Linked DNA regions of Zea mays: region 2 is linked to region 1. Evidence: chromatin contacts called from public Hi-C data. All regions are on one chromosome and are shown on one strand. Each heading gives the region's core, a stretch centred on a gene start, on an enhancer-like site or on the middle of the called end of the contact. The rest is flanking DNA. Distances are from core to core; before and after follow the strand shown.

Region 1 (5,591 bases), core at 1,914-4,413:
TCGTGGAAGGTCTCTAGACAAAGTAGTCTTGTCGCACCACAGTGATGAAATTGCCAGAGAGTAAATCATCCTCTTTCAGCTTTCCTCCTGTTTCACCGTTACCTTGGATATGCCAATATATTGGGGAAAGAGGAGCATACAGATCTGTAGTTGTAAAAGAAAAAACAGTTAGTTACCACTGTATCGCTTTTGATACGAGATTCAGATTCAATAAGCCAAAAAGATTTCACATGTACCCATCAAGAAAAGCTATTAATCTTTTTTATTTTTCTGAAGAACGAGAATATAAAAAAACAGCTAGGTTCTGTGGCCTTGCAAAACAATCTAGAAACAAAATGTTAAGTATTTGGAAAAAATACGTGCCAGCAGTCAGCACATCACAAGTAATTAGTAGCAGGTCCAATTTCAAAAACATGGAAATGGTGGACCATCTCTTGATCCATAAATATGAAGACAAAGTTTTGATGTCCTGACAATAACTGCCAACAGAACAATCTCCAGGTACTCGAAGCAAATCACCGAATCACTTTTCCATTCAACCAACTTTGCTGCCGAAAATTGACCTACTTTAGCAGGGATTGTTGAATTGGTACCCAATACAATGCAGTAGCATAAAGTGCCAACTCTTTGTTGGATTTATAGATGCATATGTATTTTCTCTCTACCTGGAGGGTTTCTTCGTAAATGTAAACTTGTATATTTGTCCCTTTTGGGCCTTGGAAAAGAACTGATCTTATTTTAAGGCTGTCTCCATCGGTATACTCTATATCCTTCATTTATATCTATCTTTTGCAGTCTCCTCTAAAAGTAGCTCTCTATACCCCTTCCACCTGAAACCTAGTACCTATTTTACATTTAACCCCTTCCATATGAATCTTTGAATCTAAATTGGATGCCTGGATGGTTTAATTGCACACTTGCACTAAGTGGGTGATTGCACAGGATATGTCCCCCTAATTCTATAAGGCTACTAATGTGGAAGTGGGCAATTTGTGACACCAGTGACCAAGGTCTTATGCTATGGGAGAACCTGGTAAAGCATGTTTGCATAATGTTGTCGTCAAATCAAAAATTGCATATATCACATAGCAAACATTCATCTTTCCAGTAGAGAAGGGCTAAATCATGATTCATTAAACTAAGAAGCATTTACCTGAAGTAAGGGTTGGATCATGTTCTCTTGTAGAATGCAGTACAACAGTACCAGTAAGCACAGTAAGAAACCCACAAATCTCAGAGGCAATACTGCTTATACTCTGCCCAGACCAGTCCTAGTTGTAAATTTGTAATCACAAAACCTTAGTTCAGCTTCAGCAAGAAACAAAAATAGTTGGAGTTTATGGAAGTTTTCCAAAATTAGAATACCTTGAACATTATGGCACTTGCCAAAATTGTGAGGGATGTAAACATCGCATAGTAGATGGGAGAAACAACTGCAGTATTGAAAGTATCCAATGCCTGAAAGTTTAACATGATGTGGAAATGCATATCAACATCGTAAATATTGCTACCTAAATTTTAAAGTTAATGCTGGCTGTACCTTGTTCAGGTAAATTAACTGAATAATTATGCATGTAGCTGAAACAGTTGCAAACAGCCAAGTCTGGAAATAGCCAGCCTGGTTTATGCCCTCAATTGTAAGCTTGATAGCAATGCCTACTGCCTTGATGCTCATTACCTAACCAAAGGACAGGCAAAGAAACACATAAAAACCAAAACGAAGTTGGTCTCAAAGGTATGCCCATGGACATCATTTACCGTCAAAGATCCTATCACTGAGCAAATTCCCACATACACCACGATGTTTGTCTGGCCATAACGGGGTGCACAGTGAAATATCAAGATCAGTGAGATAGTCAATGCAGAAGCCGCATAACAAAGAAAGGCTGCAGAAAACAAGGAGACATACATTACACAATGCATGTCAAAATCCAACAGGTTTGTTCTGGTGACTCAACATGAGAATGCATCAGTCAATAGTTTTAATAAATAGACTATGAATTAGGTAAACTATATGAAAAAACGTGAACAATTTTATCTTCAAAACATGTTCTTTTTAGGATTTACAAACATATAGGAAAAGAAATTTTTGATCGAGATAGTAGGGCATACCAGGTTGTGTTGCCAACTGCCAGATCTGTGTCACTGAGCTTGGTGTCTCTTCTTCAGGTGCATGGAGGATGATTATGGTTGACCCGATTATACAGAGCACACAGCCCAACACACCCATCCGCTGCAGCTTCTCATTCAGGGTGAAATGGGCTAGAACAGCACTGCTCCATAGACCATAGAGATCATATACAGGAGCATGTACATGTTTTTTTAAAGAAAAGGAAAGAAAATACACAAAATATTTAACCATATCCACTCTCCACATGACCACATGATATATAACAGATTAAGTCATTTAGCAATCACATATTCACAATCCTACCTGACAATTATGCTGAGCGCACCAAGAGGGGTGACAAGAATAGCTGGCGCAAACATGTAGGCCACAAAATTGGCAATCTCCCCAATCAGCACTGCAAAGTTTCGAGCATTTCAATTATTTCAGCCAGATACCGTAAAGAATGAGCTAGCCAAAGGAATCAGGAACTTACTCGTAACCATCCCAATCCACCACAGTGGCTCCAAGAGGTACCCATAGCCTCCAACACCTGCAAATTCCATCACCAACGCAAATTCACAAACGTTCGTCGAAGGGAGGAGGAGAGAACAACGAACTGGTCATGAACAAGTCTGACTTTTCAATTGTTCGTCACGTAGACGACACCGAATGCTAAAAATCGAATAAAACGAAGAATTCGACGCGCCCCCAAGATTCCGAATACGACGGAAGTAACAAGAGCGAGAGAAAGAGAGGAGGCGCCTTTCGGCCGCTAATGATGGAGGGGGGCGTGTACCTGCGCGGGCGCCGGCGGTGGCGGCCCGGCGTAGGCCCTTCTTCTTGACGATGAAGCTGACGCCAATGAAGGCGGAGGAGGCAACCGCAAGGAGCGCGCCCGTGAGGTTGGCAGCGAAGAGGTCGCCGGCGGCGTTCGAAGGGGCGGGAGTCATCGACGGTGTGCAGCAGCGACGGCGCGATGCCGACGCATTTGGGGCAGCCGGGCCAGGTGTGGATTTGGAAATGGAGGCTGGGATCTGTTTTTTTTTATTGTTGTGGTTGTGTCATGTTTGCGAGGTTGGAGGAATTTTTTTATTATTAATCATTTTTAAAATAACCCCATCTCATTTTTATTTCTATTTCTAACCCTCAACGTGTATATGGCATGTTCACATGCATTGACGTGGCACTATTAGTGGATAGCGATTTTTAACACTCTCATTGATACAATGACACTAATAGCGAGGCTGTTCGCTGCTGCTGGGTAAATGTCTACGGTACTATCTCGCGAAATAAATGTCGAGTCATATATATATATACACTACATATATACACTAGTGAGTATGAATTTACCTCATAACCATTCCATGTATGTATGAGTCACCCGTACCTACAGAGATTAAACATTAATCAAAATAATATATTATACAAGCGTGAAATATATCTATCTAAATACTATTACAAAATTTCTAACATTGTTCATTCATCCATTCAACAACATTATGGATAATTGAATAAAGTAGCAACACTATAATAGTACAACAAAACATATTACATGTTCTATTATATGGTCATCAAATATTTGTTAAGCCTTCTATAACATTGTTATTCAAAATGTTGTTAAATAGTCAAAATAAATGGATGATCGAAGTTTAAATTCTTTTATTGCGGTCGTTAAAATGGTAAAAAATAATACAAAATTTTAGGAATATATTAATCACGTACAGTGTTTGTTGTATTAGAAAAATTATATTCTTCTTGTATGATGTTAAATAGAGATTTTTTTCATACGAAAGTTGTAGCTCTTATAAGATTTATGTTTTTGAATTCTTTTTATTTAAAATTATTAACATACTTAAGATAAATAATATAGATTTTTAGTGATATAGTCTCGGGTGACGGAAGGATCGTACCATTCGAGCCTTTTTTCATGTTTTTTCTATATTTTTCTTGTATGGTGTCAAATGAGAACAATTTTTGTATGAATGTTGTAGCACTCGATGAAATCTACAACTTTATAATTTGTATTTTTATTTAAGATCATTAAGATACTAGACAATTAATATAAACTTTTAATAGTACATTCTCATACTTTCAAGCATAATTTGTCATCTCGTGTAATGGGGGACTTAGCGTTGGATCCAATTTCCGATCACATGCATAGAATTAAGCTCGAGCTCCATGTGTTGAATCCTCTTCATAGGCGCGAGAACAATCTCACAATATGTCAACGTTGGGTCACTCATCCACTCAATTCGTGGAATCGAACACTGAGCATGAATTCTGGAAAGTTAGGGTCTGTGATTTTCAACATAGAACCAACACATATGCCGGTTTTTATGGTAAGTTTTCAAGGGATAGTCTAGGTCGGGGGTAGAGGAAGAACATATGTTGAATGAGGGAGAATGACGAACTCCCCTAAGTTTGCTTCATAGAGATGGGCAAATATGGCTATGTGCAAGATGAAGTTATGATTAAGATGGATGAGCTCGATTTGGTATTAATGCAACATATCCCTAATTACAGGTAGGTTGAAGACCAAATTTGTGTAAGAAAAAATTGAAGAAAGACCACTATTTGGTCGGCATCGGGCATTGAGAAGGAATCATTGCCTAGAATCTTCCACTAGATGATATTCTTCTATTGGAGGAGCCCTATCGCCACTAAGGTCCTTAGATACTTGGTTTCGATCACCAACGAATGCCTCGAACTCACAGGTGCAAAATGGTCATGAATGTGATCAAGGTCTGACGACGGTGGCGTAATCTGGGGTTTTCGAAGTGCTCAGGAAGTTGAATCAGTGGCGAAAATGGGAGTGCTAGAAAGTAAAGGGCACATGCAAGCCTAATATAACACCCCAGGATCCACAAACACCCCAGAATGCTACTAAACTACACATCTAACATTCATATATAAAATTTTGACAACATCTCCTTTGAAAATTGCATAAACAGGGAAGCAACAAAATATAAATAGATATCATGATAAAAAACATAATATACATTAATAATCTGCTAGCAATGGGAAGACAAGCATAACAGCATGAACTAAATTAACCAGTGCGCATAGCTAGTTAGAAACAACATCCTTTGACAAGAAGTTTCTAATTAAATAATGACTGTGCCTAAGCAGCGTTATTATGAGAGTGGAGGTGGATGTGCTGCTACTTCCCACTTCCCTTGATGAGCAACAAGCACCTGCATTGAGTAATGCAATAGTGAGATGAAACATCTCATCAAGCGAATTGTTTTGACGAGATATTTAAACCACAAATTGAATTAATCAACATTTTAAAAGAATCACAATTAAAATCAGAAATACTTGTAGATATAGAACTCAGTAGTCTCAATATAACCAATACCATCTCATTTTCTCGAACAACCACGATAGGTTGTATAACACTTCCCTACGTCAATAATACCTGCAAATATCATTTCAATGTATGCATAGGAACGCAATGTGTAGGTACTTTGTCTTCATACCT
Region 2 (5,591 bases), core at 900-3,399, 290 kb before region 1:
AACAGCAATGAGTGGTGGTGTGCGTGCCGAGTGTGGTGGTGGTGGGATCCAAACACCTAGCGAATAACAATAACCTGCCAAATGGGGCCAAAACATCACGTGAGATAAGATGTCTAAATCAGTGAACCATTTAATTAGCCAATGCACACGACAGCGACCTAAGCAGTTTGTATATTGGAAGTTTGAAACTAGAACCAGACATATTGCTGGAAATCAGCAAAACATGATTTCATCTACAGACCTATGACTCTAGCGGTCTAGCCTAGCATTATTTAACCAAAAAATGCCCACATAATATAATATTGTTAATTACCCAAAAATTCGTACTGTCAAGTTTGGGCTGAAAAGAGTTTGGGGTGTGAACTCAACAGCTCGTCGAGACAACGATGGTTGTCTGAATGAGTGATTGGATGGGATAAATACCAAACTATTTTGCGAAACAGAAAGGATAAATACAAATCAAGTTAACGGATTGTCCGCTTTAGATTAAAATTGACTGTTTGGATTAAAGCCAAACAAATATGACTAAAGGGTTGTTTCAGTGTCTATACACTAATTTTTAGTCCATTCATTTTATTCATTTTAATTCTTAAATTGTCAAATTTAGAAATATTTAGCAATTTATGGACTAAAATAAAGAGACTAAAAATTAGTCCGCCAAACACCTCCTAATCCGATACATTGTGTTGGCACAATGCAAGAACAGTGAAATACCGTGCATGCAACTTGGAAAGTTTTCGTCTGAATAACTGCAAGCAGCTGGCGAAAATTTCAATAGAAAATTTGAGATCAGCATAAACCTAATGGCAATATTGTGACCTGGATGGAGAAAAATTAGGAACAGTCCAATGCTGAATCAAACTGCAAGGTACAACACTGCTGCAATAACTTAAACCCAGAATTAGAAGAAGAAAAGGGAAAAGAAAACAAGATCGATCTGAATTAGGTTAAATCCTCCACACACGGACCTGATCGAAACTCTAGAGCAACTAAAACCCAAAATGAACAACTGGAAAAGCAATTCACATTGCAGCAAGACAAGATCTGGGATTAAAAAATCAGCAATTGCAAGGTGGAAGCAGCGAATTACAAGCCAATGCCAACGGCATTCTTCAGCTCAATCCAAATTCCCTAAAAGGACAGCAAAGACTACAGCCAGACTCAAATCTAGATACTAAGCGCAACAAGCAATGATGGTCCGCGACGAGCAGTTTCCGAATTGACGCTGACAGCCCAATTCAAATACAGATCAAACAAAAATGAAACTCTGCAGTGCAATCAGGACCGCGAACAATGCAGCGACAGTGAGGAACCAAGATCTGAGTTTTTGTATGAATAACTGCAAGCAGCTGGGGAAAGTTCGAACAGCAAAATTGGGAGTAGATAATCTTAGGACTAAATTTGATGGCAATACTGCAATCTAGATGGAGAGATATTTGGAATAGTCCAATGCTGGATCAAACTGCAAGGTACAACAGCGCAGCAAAAATTCAAACCTAGAATTAGAAAGAAAAAACGGGTAAAGAAAACAAGACCGATCTGAACTTCAATAAACTAATCCAAATTAGCAATCCGAGCTAAACTGGGGGTAAATCCTCCAAACCGGACCTGATCGAAGCTCTGGGGCAAGTAAAACCCGAAATTGACAACTAGGAAAGCAATTCGCATTGCAGCAAAGCAAGATCTGGGATAAAAAAGAACCGGCAATTGCAAGGTGGGAGCAGCGAATTACCAGCCAATGCCATCCCCCGAGGCCGACGGCCTTCTTCACGACCCCGTGCAATCCCACGAGCACCGACTTGGTGCGGTTGTTGCCGGTGACCACCACCTTGGTGTGCCGTGGCAGCACGGACATCTCATCCTCGCCCCAGCCCGCCGGCACTCTGTTGACAGCCGCAATCATCCCGCCAACGGATCCGCGCCCTGCCTGCCGCGAATCCTCCCCCAATTGCCGCACAATTCAGGCGGTGGTTTGCTCTGAGGCTAGAGCATAGGTCCCGTTGGACCGGTTTGGTGCGGTGGAGGCGCTAGAGGGGGGAATTGAGCGCGCACTGGTCTGTGTGAAGCAGAGGAGGGACCGAGGAGGGAGTGCTGCGGATGCGTGTGTGTATGTGTATGACTTTCTTGCTTTTCCTGTTTCCTGTGCTGCTGGCCCGCTGCTAGTACCCTACAACGCTTGCCTGCTATGGATCCCAGTGCGCAGGCGCCAGCCAGTGAGAGCGGGACGCGTGGCTTAGATTTTTTTTTTCTCGATGCATGTTTAGATATATCGTAAAAAACTATGTCTGAAAAAATTCTTATAAATATCTACATTTATATCTATCTATCTATATACATATAAAGTATATATCTAGAAAAGGCAAAACTCTTATAGCTTAAAATAGAAGGTATAGCAATATATTCGGGCTCTTGTTCGAATGGTTTTGAATTTGGTAGCGCCACAAAGCAGGGATGAGATAGTTGGTTGGTCTTGCTAGACCGCGTGCTGATGGCCCACTAAATTATTGTGCTCATTATCTTATGACATATCCCTCAATTGATTATACGGTTCGGCTTATGCTAGTTTTTTTTAGGTTTATCTTAGATCCAGAACTTTGATATTTTAAAATCATAAGATCTTTGGGACTTTGTTTTTCTTCTATGATAGTTATTGCTTCATGCGATCATGCATTGCTACGGACATAATATAACATGACACCTAATAAACATATGAGATAAAAATCCATGCGTTACAACAAAAAATATCACGATAATATAAGTATAAACTTATAAACATATGTTATACTATAACACTCGGATTTAAGGACAAACCCAGATACATCGCATATATATGTCAGGATCAAATTTCACACATATAATCAGTCAGTGTATATAAACCAATGTCACAAAACTTATTATATAAATATAATGTCTTTATAGAAATAAATAAATAAAGGAAACTAAACGGTCCAGAAAACAGTCTTGCCATTGAGGAGCAGGACCGGATGTTTGGCAAGTGGTCCCAAAGCTGGGAAGGGCCTTACAGAGTCATGTAGGTAATATCTGGTAATGCATATATGTTATAGACTTTGCAAGGTGATGAGCTACCTAAAGCATATATATGAAGGGGTACGACCGCTTGTGGGCACCAAAAATAGAACCAATCAATACGTTTATCAATTCATCTGCTTTTGTCCTAGGAGTAGCTAGAATGTAGCATTCTTCTTCTCAATCTTCACATCTCTTCGACTTTATGTCGTCTAGAGACGTCTTGAGTGGTCTACCGACCCCAAGACAAAACCTAGGATCACTCCTCCCTGTCGGGGTCCCTCCCGGGAAGCGAGATCCAGGTGTTGTTGGCGAACGCAGCCGTCCCTGCACACGCACGGACCGTCTGGCCACCACGTGTGGACCGTCCGACTCGATGTAGAGAAATCAGCTTCTGCCGCCAGGACGCGGACCGTTCGACCCTAGACCGCGGATCGTCTGCGTCGCCACAGAGAACCCGCCAAATAGAACAGCTCCCAATGATTGGCGGCTAGATCCGCGTCAACACAGCTGCTTATATATTATTCCCTCGCTCTTTAGTAAATTAATTCTTAGAGTTGTCTATTTTTTTTAAAAAAATAGTCTAGTTTAGAAACAGGACGTCGAATTTTATAATGCCAAATTAGTATCATTAGAGATGTCATAACTATACTTTTATGTTTTCTTCTATATACTGTTAGAATTATAGGCATTTTCCATATCATTTTAATTCCATAAATTAACATTATGATGATGACATATAAAAGATAATTAATCATAAAAATCGTGATCTCAAATATATCCATAACAATATGAATCATGAAAACATAAATCTTATGAATCATATAAATCATATAAATATAATAAGCATGTAAACTGACGGAACAATTGGAAATAAACAGATAACAACATAAACAACATGACTGTAAAATTAGAACAAACAGATATAACATATTACTAGCATGAACAGACATCAGACATGTCATGATATAATATAACAGGACAGTTTGGATAATTCTATGACTACATATGAAACAACAGAGATGAATATATGAAACATATATAATCTGCAGAACGTAAAATAGTAAGGAACTGAATTGATCATACCCTCTCATGCGCTCCGAGGATCCTGATCCTTGTCCAGCTTCTCTTGTCATGTCGCCAGGAAGAAGAAGATGTTTTGGGCAGTCGCGTAGACGCTCCCCAAAAACCTATTTGACGATCCCCGTGCAAGGTCTCGAACGGTAAGGGCTTCGGAGGCACCTGCCCTCTCGCTGCTCTGTGCGCGCAGAGCTACGAGACACTTGCGGCTGGACTGTGATTTTGAAGGTTCTGCTCTCGTACCAAATGACAGGGGTTCTCCTCTACTTAACCTTTCGCGGAAGGAAGTTGAAGGAGAAGGGTCAACCTTTCGCGGAAGGAAGCTGAAGGAGAAGGGTCGCATGCGGCACGCCAAGAGACGGGCAGCTGAAGGGTAAGGGTCTCGCATGCGGCACGCCAAGAGACGGGCAAGAGTTGAAACTCCCGCGTTTAATGAGTGCTAAAAATTAACACAACCACGCCCGCCCGCCGTCTGCCTGCCTGCCTCGCCACGCCACGCCACGCCCGGCCCGGCCGACGGCGGCGGCGCGCGCGCGCGTGTGTCACGCCCTTGTACGTTTCTTGGCTTCTCAAATTAAGTGGAATAATTCCCACTATATAAGTCAAGCCTACGACCCTTGGACTTCCAATATGGTACTATTTTTTATTCTCCACCATTACACATCATAGAGTTTATTGAATAAATGGGCCAAGCCCATAAAAGATCCAACAATCCCCACCAAACTCTAGGGTTTGTAATGATGAAGTATCAGAATCACAATCCTTTGATATACCAGTGTTTCGATGGAGACTATTAAGTTGAACATCCATCTAGAATAAGAGTTTCACTCATTCACAACTGAACAATGGACTAAGCCTTGAATTGACAGTTTTGTGCGAAATAAGATTCGCTCAAATCCTTTGCTGATACTAGGCTGCAAAAGGGCATTCCTGCTGTTTAGAAGCATATAAGTCACACTTCAGTGCCTTTCATGAGTATTTAGGGATTACCCAAGTCCCATAGAATGTGACCAGAAGTCTGACTCATATAGGTGTATTCCTCAGAAGATGTTCTGTAGGACAACATCTCACCTTTATAAGACTCTTGGAATACATTAAGGTAAATACCATCCTGCCTTACAGATAGGAAAGATGTGCATCAGAAATGAGTTAAGAAAGGGATCTTTCCTCACAACCTACTCCTAGCTTGTTTCTCCACTCTACTTCACGGGATCTCCGATCACATAGAGCAGGTTACCACTAGAGTAGATTTCACATGGGTCTCATACCCATTTCTCTCGATGCACTTTCTATCACATTGCATGACAGACCCTTAGTGAATTGATCTGCCAGATTATCAGATGTGTGAACATAATCCATCGTTATAACTCCAGAGTTTTTCAGCTTTCTGACAGATTTCAATCTCCTCTTCACATGCCTTGTAGACTTCATGTTATTCGTAGAACTGTTAACCTTTGTAATCACCGTTTGGTTGTCACAGTTCA

The links. Hi-C and Micro-C count contacts between places; a contact is called where the count stands out from the background.
Region 2: a Hi-C map of leaf shows a contact between it and region 1, with 4 times the contacts expected there. The contact joins the promoter of LOC100276938 here to the promoter of LOC100191374 in region 1. A contact is called at or near these places in 4 of 25 Hi-C or Micro-C datasets (bundle sheath, ear, leaf and 1 more).

What each region holds. Positions count from the first base shown.
Region 1 is chr8:103,632,019-103,637,609 of Zm-B73-REFERENCE-NAM-5.0, reverse strand. It overlaps LOC100191374, which reads right to left and starts at 3,163. Exons shown (of 9, transcript NM_001136808.2): 1 at 2,907-3,163; 2 at 2,604-2,660; 3 at 2,435-2,525; 4 at 2,113-2,273; 5 at 1,759-1,886; 6 at 1,541-1,678; 7 at 1,366-1,458; 8 at 1,154-1,271; 9 at 1-144. The coding sequence starts at 3,060. The coding sequence ends at 14.
Region 2 is chr8:103,920,425-103,926,015 of Zm-B73-REFERENCE-NAM-5.0, reverse strand. LOC100276938 reads right to left here and starts at 2,149. Exons shown (of 6, transcript NM_001150629.3): 1 at 1,733-2,149. The coding sequence starts at 1,903.